2 separate regions of the Mus musculus genome follow, and region 1 is linked to region 2. The links are chromatin contacts, called in public promoter capture Hi-C maps. All regions are on one chromosome and are shown on one strand. The core of a region is the stretch at or near the end of the contact, and the rest is flanking DNA. Distances in the headings are between cores, read along the strand shown. Region 1 has its middle 91 kb from the start of Rfx6. Region 2 holds the start of Rfx6 (regulatory factor X, 6).

What was found. Promoter capture Hi-C pulls out the DNA fragments that hold promoters and counts their contacts.
Region 1: a promoter capture Hi-C map of liver shows a contact between it and region 2, with 3 times the contacts expected there. The contact joins the enhancer-like site here to the promoter of Rfx6 in region 2. A contact is called at or near these places in 3 of 39 promoter capture datasets (liver and stem cell-derived epiblast-like cells), 21 of 484 Hi-C or Micro-C datasets (the AML12 cell line, the HL-1 cell line, cortical neurons and 7 more), 2 of 115 datasets of contacts at active chromatin or transcription factors (a beta-TC-6 cell line and extraembryonic endoderm stem cells) and 2 of 9 other capture datasets (adipose tissue and pancreatic islet).

Annotation. Positions count from the first base shown.
Region 1 is chr10:51,765,822-51,771,218 of GRCm38.p6, reverse strand. No RefSeq gene overlaps it. Among named protein-coding and RNA genes, the nearest start is that of Rfx6, 91 kb to the right of the region's middle. Within about 2 kb of position 2,573, at least 11 of the 459 cell types and tissues checked have an H3K27ac peak or open chromatin away from gene starts, as enhancers often do. A contact at or near this core is called in liver and pancreatic islet, where this site is marked.
Region 2 is chr10:51,675,252-51,681,487 of GRCm38.p6, reverse strand. Rfx6 (regulatory factor X, 6) reads right to left here and starts at 3,728. Exons shown (of 19, transcript NM_001159389.1): 1 at 3,459-3,728; 2 at 3,047-3,203. The coding sequence starts at 3,678.

The sequences.
Region 1 (5,397 bases), core at 1,324-3,823, 91 kb before region 2:
TCTTAATTGCACACAAAACCAACATTGCCTTTGGTTCCCCTACCAAGGTAGATCTTAGTAAGTCTTTATTGCTGAAGACACCACACACTTTGGATGCAGGACATAGAGAAATTAAGTTGGGACTGAGCTGCAGGCTTCCAGCTCACTAGTATCCATAGTGCTGGAAGCTTTTGTATAGGCTGCTGGGGAAGAACAGGCATTAATGTGGTGTTAAAGTGATTAGAATAAGTTACTATTGAATGCTCAACATTAAAATGAGACACCTATAGGATCCCTTCAAGACTCAGAAAACATCATGAAAGAGATAGTGACAAGACTGTAAAAGCCAGAGAATTGCAAAAAGTGGCAATGGATGCTATCTTCATAATAAGATGTGTCTGTTGCAGCCATGAGTACTCAGTAACTAGCTATCTGCATAAGACCCACAGAAGATTGGGCCCTTCAATATTCCATTGTGGAGAGGTGCCAGGACTCATGAGACCCCACCCCCTACTGAGGAGCTTTAGGGTATTAATGCTGCCAGGGAAGGGGGGCAGTATTCCACCCAGTGCTATAATCATTGCTAAATTGCCTATGCTCCAGTAAGCGATAACTTAGTGACTCACACACAACAATTCACACAGCACAAGAACACAAAACTAAAGAGCTCTGTACAAACACAGACACACACACACAACAAACAACACACACAAACAGAGAGAGAGACAGAGACACAGAGACAGAGAGACACAGATAGACACTTATAGATAAACACAGCAGAGGGACTAGTTGGGAAGAAGAGGGTTAGCAGGAGTGGGAGGAGATATGAGCGGATGATTGGGGTGACTATGATCACAGTACATTGCATACATGTACAAAACTGTAAAACAGAAGGAACATCGAAAACTCAAAAGCAAATGGTTGATGTGGAGAAGCCAGATTGTTTAGTGTTAAAATGGAATAGTGTCATTTAAATATATAAATGTATAAATTAGCAAAAATAATCTTCTTTTTTTCATAATGTCAGGTTGTTATGAGCTGACAGTGATTAGAAAGGAGTGGAATCTTTTAGTTTTGGGGTGCTAGCCATATTTGCTTTTTGGCTATAAGGCTGGTTGTACTAGGGTATTAACTTGTAAAAAGTCATTACGCTATATGCTAATGGAAGATGTCATTTTTTTATCTATATTTTCAGGGCAATGATACATTAGAATGGTGGCCAATAGAGAAGACTTGTGACAGCGAAAAATAAAAGCAGGTTCATGAATGAATTTCATGGAATAACTTTTCAAGATTTTGTCATGGAAGAGTCCATAGTTTTTCTCAATAATATTTGAGATTTTCACAAATAAGAGAATCTGACTTTGTGTTAGGAAATTTTAGACAACATGTGGCATAAAAGGAGACTAATTAGCAAACTTATCTAAGTCTTATTGATATTCACACAATTATACATTAGTATTCTAAAATTTATGTTAATATATAATGATTATAATTTAAACATTTACTTTCTTTGATTTAATGTATTTTATAAACTGTGGTTTTCATTTTCCATTTTGGAAGATTGAATTTGTTTCCAATTATTTTATTTTATTGTCCACGTTTAATTTCAGTACCCAAAGCTTTACAGAATTGTAGCTAGCCACTTCCTACTAAAAGCGACATTCTCCTCCAGAACAACTAAACAGATTAGAAACTGCCAAGTGCTTCTGGGTTTAATTCCCCATAGCGCCGCGAGAAGAGTTGTTTTGGGTTATCCTGGTGACATTTATTAAGACCAGAAAGCTCAGAGATAAGACCATCAGAAATGTTTGTTTTACTTAACTACTCAGACCCTCCCACACCTGCTTAGCCCAGTGACCCAAACTATCTTGTAATTGCCCATGTTCAGCAGCTAGGACGCAAGAATATCCCTCCTTAAGGAAAGGGCACGTATTTTACACTGATTTTCATGACTGGCTTACATCTGTATAGTGAAGTATAGGGACATTTTCATCAAATAGTTTAATTTTATTTTATTGTACAGTTAATTTAAATTACTTAAATTTTAGACATTTAATCTTTAATTTTTTTTTAATCTTTAATTTTTAAAAGTCTCTCATCTCTTCTGTTTCAGAAAAATATGTGCTGTTTATAAGGAAAATAAACTTAAATCTTCCCTTCTTGTGTGATTTAAAAACAAAAATGCTTTCCAGTTGCTTAGCAATCAAATCACTTACCAGTATTTGAATTTACATTTGGGACTTAAGGGAAGAAGACGAGCTGTTTTTTGTAAGCAGAATTTACTAACATACAATGTCCGTTTTTGAAGAATGGTGTACACTTGTCCATGTGACAAATTCTTTTTATGTATATCCCACATTTTTTCCATTCATTTGTTTTTGCCAAAATCTGAAACCTGCTCCGACTTTAACTCCAGCAGACCTCATTAGAATTGTGTTTCTGTGCATGCTGAAAAAGGTAAACCTATTTTCATATTTGTTTCTTCCCTAGGTTATTCAACAAAGAGGAACCGAGAATTGTGTGCTCCATAGCTTACTGAAGCCCATGGAAAACCCTACTGCACCCGGCTATGCACAGCTCTGGTTAAACATTGTCCTAGGGTTTGCCCCACTCCGTCTGTTGTTTTTAAGCTGAAGGCTCAGCCCAGGTTGGAGGCAGTATTGACTTTGTAATTAAACCATTTTACCGTCAGAATTTTGTAATCACTGCATTTAAAACCATCTGTTGTGTGAAAAGGTAAACTCTTCCCCCACCTCAAGGTACAGAAAAGAGAGAGAGAGAGAGAGAGAGAGAGAGAGAGAGAGAGAGAGAGAGAGAGAGAGAGAGAGAAAGAAAGAAAGGAAAGCTAGTAACCTTTATTTTTAACTTCTGAGTCCCAATTTTAGGGCTTTGTTTTCCCTATAGAGCCAGCAGGAGGAGGGATAGGAGAAACAATTCTCTTCAGGAGAAGAATTCGGGGTGGGGGCTGTCATAGAATTAAAATTAACTGTAGGTTCAATTGTCTAGTCATCTGCAGCTCATTTTCAAAGATACTTCCTTCCATCCTGTGTGTGTAGGAGCTTATAAGCATTAGTTTATTAAAGAAGGGATATAATGATGGTAAAGACAGATTTGGATGTTTCACAACATTAGAAATATTTCTTGCATGTGTTCTGTGGTCTCAAGAATCTAACAGGACGTGTTAGCTATAGAAGTGAGTAGAGGGGATTCACAAACCCAAGTAGAATGTTCAGGAAAGAAGAAAATATTTTTTAATGGAAAACCAGTGCCTTATGAAATACATTGGCTTGGTATTGATAGTCAGCTGGCCCTGCCTCAGGGGGAAAAAAAAAAGACGCAGCTGCAAGGGAAAGGTGAGCAACACCCATCCTCCCCACGCTCTGAACCTGAGGTGGTCTGTATGAGCACATCATCCCATCAGCCTTCAGAAACCACTGCATGCAGACCAGGCCCTGGACCTGATGCTCCTTAGGCTCTGGGCAACCCTTCAAACTTATAGAACCCGAGGCCCTGTTGTGAATAATCACAGAAACTTTTGAAGTTGTTCAAAATCTTCATGAAATAATGTCCCAATAGGTCTGTAGTTAGGATGCAAAACAAACTTGTATATTTCTATTGCAACCAGTTCACCTTTCGGAAGACAAATAATTGAGGCATTAATCTTTAAGCCCTAGAGCAGAACATTAACAAAAAATAATTGATGTCTGATTTAATAGTGAACCTTACAAAGCAGTTTTGTAGTTTTGACATGCATTATATATGTCTATTTCAGACAAAAAAATTAAGAAAACAACTGCCAATGATAAGAGCCTCTCTCTCCCTTTTTCTTCCCTCCTTCCCCTTTCCTCCTTCCTTCTCTTTCTCCTCCTTCTCTCTTTACTGAATAATTTGAAGACTTTCAGTAGAAGGACAAATCAGGTATTTCTCCTACATAGGTCCATAATAGCCGACTGTAGCATGAGTAAGGTGTAAAAGGCAATGGAAGAAGAGGGTAGGTGGAACTAGGTCACAAATTCAGTTCTAGGCAGCACAAAACCCCAGAAGCCATGCTTTAATGTCAAGGGATCTAGTTTTAACTCTTTTCACTAGACATGTAAACCACCTATCTTCAGTGTACAGTTTTCTTATTTGTAAAACGGAGATGAGATTGTCTACCAACTCATGGGTCTACTGAGGTAGAACATAAAGCATACTGCACACAGACCCAGGTACACAGCAGACATTCAGTGGGCTTCCAGTACACTGCTGAAGTGAGCACACAAGTTTCTTATTCCTCTTTTAAATTCACTTTTTATCATTTTACCTTAATTATATGGAATACATATGTATGTGGGCATGTGCCCATGCAGGCAGGTACCTATAGAGGCTGAAGACAGCAGATAATCCAGGAGTGGAAGTTCAGATAGTTTTAGCAAGCCACATGTGTATACTCAAGTGGGCACACGTATACACGCAAACACACACACACACACACACACACACACACATACAAATTAAAATAGAAACAAACCTTTAAAAACAAGCAAATTTTTAAATAAAATTTGGTCCTTGCTCATGCTTAAGAAAAAAAATTATATTTTAATTTTGATTTAGTAATAGGAACTCATACTTGTCTGGTATAACAATTGTCAAATATGTTTTAAAAGTATTATATAATCTCTGGTGCAGAAACACACTAGACAATGTATGAGTCAGAACCTGTGGAACCATGAGCTCAACCATGTGCTTGAGTTTGAAGGAGAACTGCAGAGCACAGGGAAGGAAGGATGAAGGAGTGGCGATTACCTTGGCAATGCATGGATTTCTATGAGAAATGTGCAGAGTAACAAATTTTCTTTCACAGTTTATAGTCCGTTCAGAAAGCAGTTCTTTCTGGAATGCTGACTATCACAGTGAGTGCTCATATCTTTAACATTATTAATTTACAATTCCCATGAGCTAAAATGGCCCCTGGGGTGTACCAGTGCTTCTGAACCTGCTACTAGTCTCCTAGCTAAATGTTCCTCCAAAAGTGATAGATCTCTGGTGCATTCTTGAGCCACAGACAAACTGCTTCTCCTGAGTTTTGGAAGATCACAAAAAAATCTTCTTACTTCTTAGGGGCTTTGGTTTATTTCTCTAGATTTTGTGCGATCATATTTGAAATATCCTATCATTAGTCTTTCTCTGGTTCAGGTACTTTTCTCCCTCTTATCAACATGTGTGAAATGAATGTTATCAGACGTGAGAGAGCACGGGAACCCATCAGCTGTGCCTCGCTGGCCACCTGATTGTTCTCCGCCAGCTGTACTCTTCTCCAGAAGAGTCTGGCTCTCAAAGCTCGACTTTGATCTGACCTGACTATTTGACAAAGCTAGCTGCAGATGTTCTTTGAGGAGAGAGAGATTTCAGACAATGCAGTTCTGAAGAGATGCT
Region 2 (6,236 bases), core at 2,479-4,978:
AACATGCCAGTGGACTTTAAATTGTGTACAAAGATTATGATAAGTGTCTATTAATTTCTCTTGGAAAGGAAATTCTCTTGTTGATGCCATTTTGCTTGCCAAGCCCTAGGAACAACGTCTCCAAGTCAGAAGCAGAGGGATGATCAGAAGTCGGAGCTGACACCCTCCTCACATCTGGAGAAGCAAGTGACAATTTCCTGAAGAGGGCCATCTCTAAGAATATGGCTGGTAATCCATAAGTGCTAAAGGCCTCAGTTCTACAATTCAGGGAATAAATTCTGTCAACAACCAATAAGATTAGAGAAACAAGAGTAAAAAATGTCTAGCATCAACTCTCAGCATCAACTAATTTCTTCATTTCTATCCGGTATGACTATGAACTTAGTGTCAAGGTGACCTGTCTAGGCTCCTGACCCACAGAAGCTCTGAGATAATATGCTTGTGTTGTAAGTAAGTACACACATGGAACCACATGAACACAAACAAGTCACAAGAATTAATTTTAGAAGAGTAAAATCCACAGCAAACACCTGTTAGTACAATTACAATGTGATGTTAATGTAGTAACCACTCCTTCCAGGCCATAGTTTCAAATACTAGGTCTTACTTCTGTATAAATCTTCATGGTTCAGCACTTTACTCTTTGATCTAGGACTATGAATGGTGAAATTAAAGATGCTGTGTTTTTAGAAGAATGTCTTCAGTTTGAAAGGACCACCAGGCTTCACCCTGTCAAAGCTTACGGGCCCTTACTTTTATCCACAAACTACTTAACAACAAAAGGTACTGTATTTGTTTGGAAAAGATACCATGGTAAACTCATTTCACTGAAGCTGAAATTAAAATGATCTTTCTACTCTTATACCTTTTTATCGCGATTACACCAATATTCACCTAAATTATCAGATATAACTGAGACAATATCTATAAATGTCTCTAAACACAACCTACAATCCAAACCCTATAGTATAGATCTAGCTATATAAGTTTTGAAAATCTGGGTAGATTTCCACTTAACTTCAACTACATGTAATGTAATAAATAAAATCTGTGTTGCACTCATCTGAATGACAACCTAGAAACCAAAGATTTTAGATTCTATTTCCCCTTTTTCAAAAATGTCAGTAAATTATTTTTACTAAAATGCATTTATATCAATTTCATGTTTAATAAAACATAATTATTTACAACACAAGAGCAATGTAATATGCAGTATCAGTCAGAATAAAATTGGAGAAAATCCTTTAAGACTTTGGATACATTCTCTCTCTCTCTCTCTCTCTCTCTCTCTCTCTCTCTCTCTGTTTTTCGAGACAGGGTTTCTCTGTATAGCCCTGGCTGTCCTGGAACTCACTCTGTAGACCAGGCTGGCCTTGAACCCAGAAATCCACCTGCCTCTGCTTCCCAAGTGCTGGGATTAAAGGCGTGCACCACCACTGCCCGGCTGGATACATACTCTCAATGCACACAAAATAAACCTAGGGGACCTGTTTCATAAGGTTCAGACACTAAATTATTTTTTTAATTAAAAAGATCCAAACCAACTGGGATATAGTATTTCAAAACAAATAAATTTACCTATCTAAAATTGAATAGCTAACTGACAATAAAAGCTGGAGGTAATAAGTCACATTTTTACTTTGATTTTCAGTTCTAATTTTTAACACTCCAACTCAATTTTACAGCCTCACAGATTTCTCAAAATTCAAGGAACTTGGGGTATTTTTTTTTTAAATCTACAACATTCATTTTCTTCAGAAGATTGGGAAAATGTGCTCTATAGTCTTCAAAAATGAACAATCTTATGAGAAAGAAACAGCTATTTAAATTTTCAGTTTAAAGGTAGGAATGTAATACCCACAATCCATTTATTTGGGTAGTTATTTTTATATTTATTGTTTTCCCTTCAAAACTCTGAGTTAAGCTAGACATATGTATGTATGAATTTTGAAACACTAAAGATTGTTTCCAATTACTCAATTTGAACTGAAAACCTGAGAGTAATCACTCAAAATCCTTTAAAGTAAATTCAAAATTAAACATTATTTTCCAAATATCCTGATGACAGTAGTTGTTTCCTAAATATTCCAGATAATTTCTTAATTATTTACAGTTTTGGGGTATATTCAAGTAGTAATCATGACAGCAAACTTTATCTATTAAAATGTAACTTTACAGGCATATTTATTTTCTATTTCAGACATTGAAAGGGTTCAAGCATATACGTTCAGAACGTCAGGCTATAAAAATTAGAACTTAATGTTTAAAACAAAAATGCAGTTTACAAGTATTTATAGATTTTATTTTTCTAATTCTTAGATAATAATATAGGAGAGAGAGAGGGAGAGAGAGAGAATATAACTTACCAGTAAATAGTCTTTATTACTTGGAATTGGGGGGAAATCTTGTCCCCCAAATGCTTCACATTATGCAACTGTTCTTAATGACACGTTCTTATTTAAGTATCTTTTTCGTTTGCAGAAAGTATTATAAAACACACTTCATATGTAGAAGACCTACTGATTATTTCTCAATTTTAAAAGACTTGGGGCAAAAAGTTAATTTGTGGTGTTTTACTATATTAAATCATGTATGCACTATGCTGTAAAAACTGAAAATTATTTAATCATGACTGCTTGAGTGATTTTTTTTTTCTGTTTTGTACTTTTAACTCAATCCATCTGTTTTGACTGACACAGTACCTGCCCTCCTATGGATTAAAACAGAGTTAAACGCCTTCCATTTTTCGCTGTTCTGAAGGATCATATCTCGAAAACATAAAAATATCAAAGAAATATATTTTATGTTCAGCAAACAATCACAGAAAAATTCATCACAGCTTACATGTGAAGAACCTGTGGCTTTAGCTTTTCGTCAGGGTCAGAATAGGTCTCTGTGTGCATATGCAGTGCAAGAAAACAGGTGCATTTGTCGTGGGTCTTTTAAACTTGTGGAAGTTTTAAGGAGAAGCAAGTTGAGGAAAGCCAGGGTCTTAGAGACAGGGGCTGGTGGACGTCAGCCAGTGCGGGTGACAGGACCAGCTTACCACTGCAGGGTGAGCTGAGTCTGCTTCTTCTTATCCTTCATCATCTGCGTGATGCTCTTCTTCTGAGAGAGCTGTGGGTCGGCTGCTTTGGTCTTGCTCTCCTGGGTGTCCGCATCCTCTTCTTCCGAGGAAAAGTTGCCGTTGTTTAACTGCATTTCTGAGGGCGAGTGTAAGGAATGACAAAGAACAAGGGAACACGCGGATCAGTCCAGAGACCTCCACACCCACCTTGCTTTGCACCCAAGGAGGAGCAAGGAAGGAGTTGAGCAAAACCCTCATAGTTAACAGTGTTCCTGCTGAAACGAAATGGTTCCGACAGAGCATCCTACTTTATGTGTATTCAGAGTGCTTCGTTTTTATTCTTGGACACCCTTAGGACTCAGCACCGCAGCCGGGAGAGTGGAGCACTCACCTGATTTAACTCCCACCTGCAGCCCGGGATCTCCGCCTTTCTCACCGCTGCTCCGAGCGCCCGCGGCTGTTTCAGCCAGCAGGTAAGCACTGTCCTCAGGGTAGACCAGCAAGCCCTTGCCAAGCAGCTGCGCGCAGCACTCCTCCGCGATCTCGGAGGGAAGTTGGGGCGAAGGCTGCTCCTGCACGAAAGCTTCCTCCAGTTCCCGGACCTTAGCCATCCTTCCCACCGCCCGGATCTCGGCACGCCGCCCGGGCTTGAAGGAGCTCTGTGTAGAGCCCAGAGCCCCGGGGCGGGGCGGGGCGGGGCTGGGGAACCTGTGGCCGCTGGGCAGGCTCCAGAGCCCCCGATGGTGGAGAGGGGACAGGGTGAACAGGTACCGCACAGATGGCAGGGTGGAGGAGGGCGGAGGCGATGCTGCCTTTTTCCCAAGTGTCTTGCTCGGTCTGGGCAGAAGCTTGCTCCCAGTTCACTTCCACATTGGCTGTCAGTCACACCGAGCACTTTCCCCTTCGTTTGTTCTCTCTTGCCTAATTCTAGACCCAGGACCATTTCTCAACTGAAAACTTCCTGAAGGATCCTATAAAGCTCAGCTCTTTTCTCTAGTGGGACAAGCAACTTCACTTTTCCCCATCAATTCTCAGGAGACTAATCGAGGCACCTGCCTGGTCAGCCTTGACTTGAGTATCAGGTGGAAGTGAACAAAACCCAGAGTACCCTTCCCTGGTCTTTGCACCGCCTGGGTCAGATGTATTCCCAGAATAATGCAAGGATCGAAGAGCACCCTTTTCAGTGGCTGGAAGACAGAGACACTGCTCTGTATTTTGGGTACTTAGGTCTCACATCCCTCTAAACTATTGAGGTTGGAGGAAAAGATACCATTCAAACTTGCATGTGCATCACTTACAATTCCTCACTTCATGCCCAGCAGTGGAACGAATATTTTCTGAAATTTAATAATATCTCACTCCCAAATGACAAAACCTGGGTTTGTTTCGAAGTAAGTTGGGCTTTCTATGAAGAATGGAGCTGGGTGGAGCTTTGGGATCCGACTGCCTGGCTGACTCGCTGTTTTTTTCTTATTCTATTCTCTGTTCTTTGGACAAACAGGCCCTCCAGGAGAAGGAGGGATCCTGCCTTGGTTTCCATTGCCTCATCTCAGCTAATCCTGTATCTTTTGGGGGGAGATTAGAAAGCGACATCACCTTTGAGTTTAGCATGAAATAACATTAAACTGAAACCACAGAGAGAAAGCAAAATGAGACCCAGAGTGGCAGCTGACTAAAGGGACAATTACAGCAGCAATCCAACAGAGAGAGCAGCCTTTCCCAGGGCAGGTCAAGCTGCGCTTATGTGACTGCTTCCTTTTCAGCAGCACTTGCTGGGAAAGGCCTCACTTCTCCCAAGCTCATCTCACCTGCTTCCTTTGGATGCTGGACATCGGCTGTAGCCACACACTTTCCCACACATTCAATGTTCCCTACCTAGGATTGTTAGTCTTCTCTGCCTACTCCTCTGAAAGCCTCCCAGCCTGCTTCGTGTGTAGGACTTTTCTCTTTAGTGCTCAAGTGTACAGTATGCTACCTTTCCAGAGACACACTCAGGGGTGTTCTGTAATGGGAGTCCTCTTTGTGTTCCCAGCAGGGCTCTATCCACTCAGGTCACTCAACAATGAGAAAAAGGTTCAGAAAATGACTACAATTTCTCCTTTAATTTTAAAATACAACCTACTTGATATCCAGGAGCTGTGTTTGTGTATGTGAGTCATATAGACACTAAGTGAATATTTGGCAATTTTCCAATTGAACTGATCAATGAAAATGCAAACTAATACCTCGTAAGGCCCTAAACAAATTTTTGGCTGTATTTTTAAAATAAATTGTCTCTCTTATAAAGCACCATTGAGATTCTTTGTGCTTCTCTTCAAAATCAGGAACCATAAATAGGCAAGCGAAAGTAAAGGTATTAAATTAGTGATCAATAATCCTCCAACATTAAAAATCCCACGACAAGGCTTCAGTAGTAAAATGCATCTAAAGTTTGAAGACTTGATGATAACCTACTCTACAGGGGCATGTCTACCATCATTCCGGATGAGCGTGTGTGTGATTTCAATACCTTCATTTCCATAGGGATGTGTTTTAAGATCCCCGGTGTTAACTTGAAACTGTAGGTGGTACCAATCATGGAACCAAAGCCAATCTGTCCTCCTTTATTTTATGTACTGGTGTCTCCCCTGTCTTTCATTTGGGGATGAAGAGAAAGTAAAACAACAGTTAAAGAAGCCTCAGCCCAAGCTATGAAACATCCCAACATTCCATCTCACAAGCAGAAAGTGGGTTCCATACATGGTGCTACTCATTATACAGGCCAGGACATAATCATTCTTTATCCATGACATTTCTTGCAGATTATTGTCCATAGGGTCCATCACTTTGTCCGCCTTTGAACATGAACTTCCACCATGCCTCTCTAGCAGAATTCCAGGTCTGCAGCTTCAGACTGCCACGATACTTTTGGCCTCTTTTCTTTGTTCTGAGGCTTCCAGTTTCTTGAACTAAACTGATATTTGTTTCAGTCTGCAGTTGGTCATTGTGGATTTATCTCTGCATATAATTATATATGCTAATCCAATGAACCTTCTTATAACTGAATGCTATTGGTTCTGTTCCTCTGGAAAATACACTTTTGGGGTGGGAGGAAGGGCAGAAATATTATCAATGAGAAAAGAAAACCATTTCAATTAATATTGCTGAAACATAAAAGAATGACTGTAGA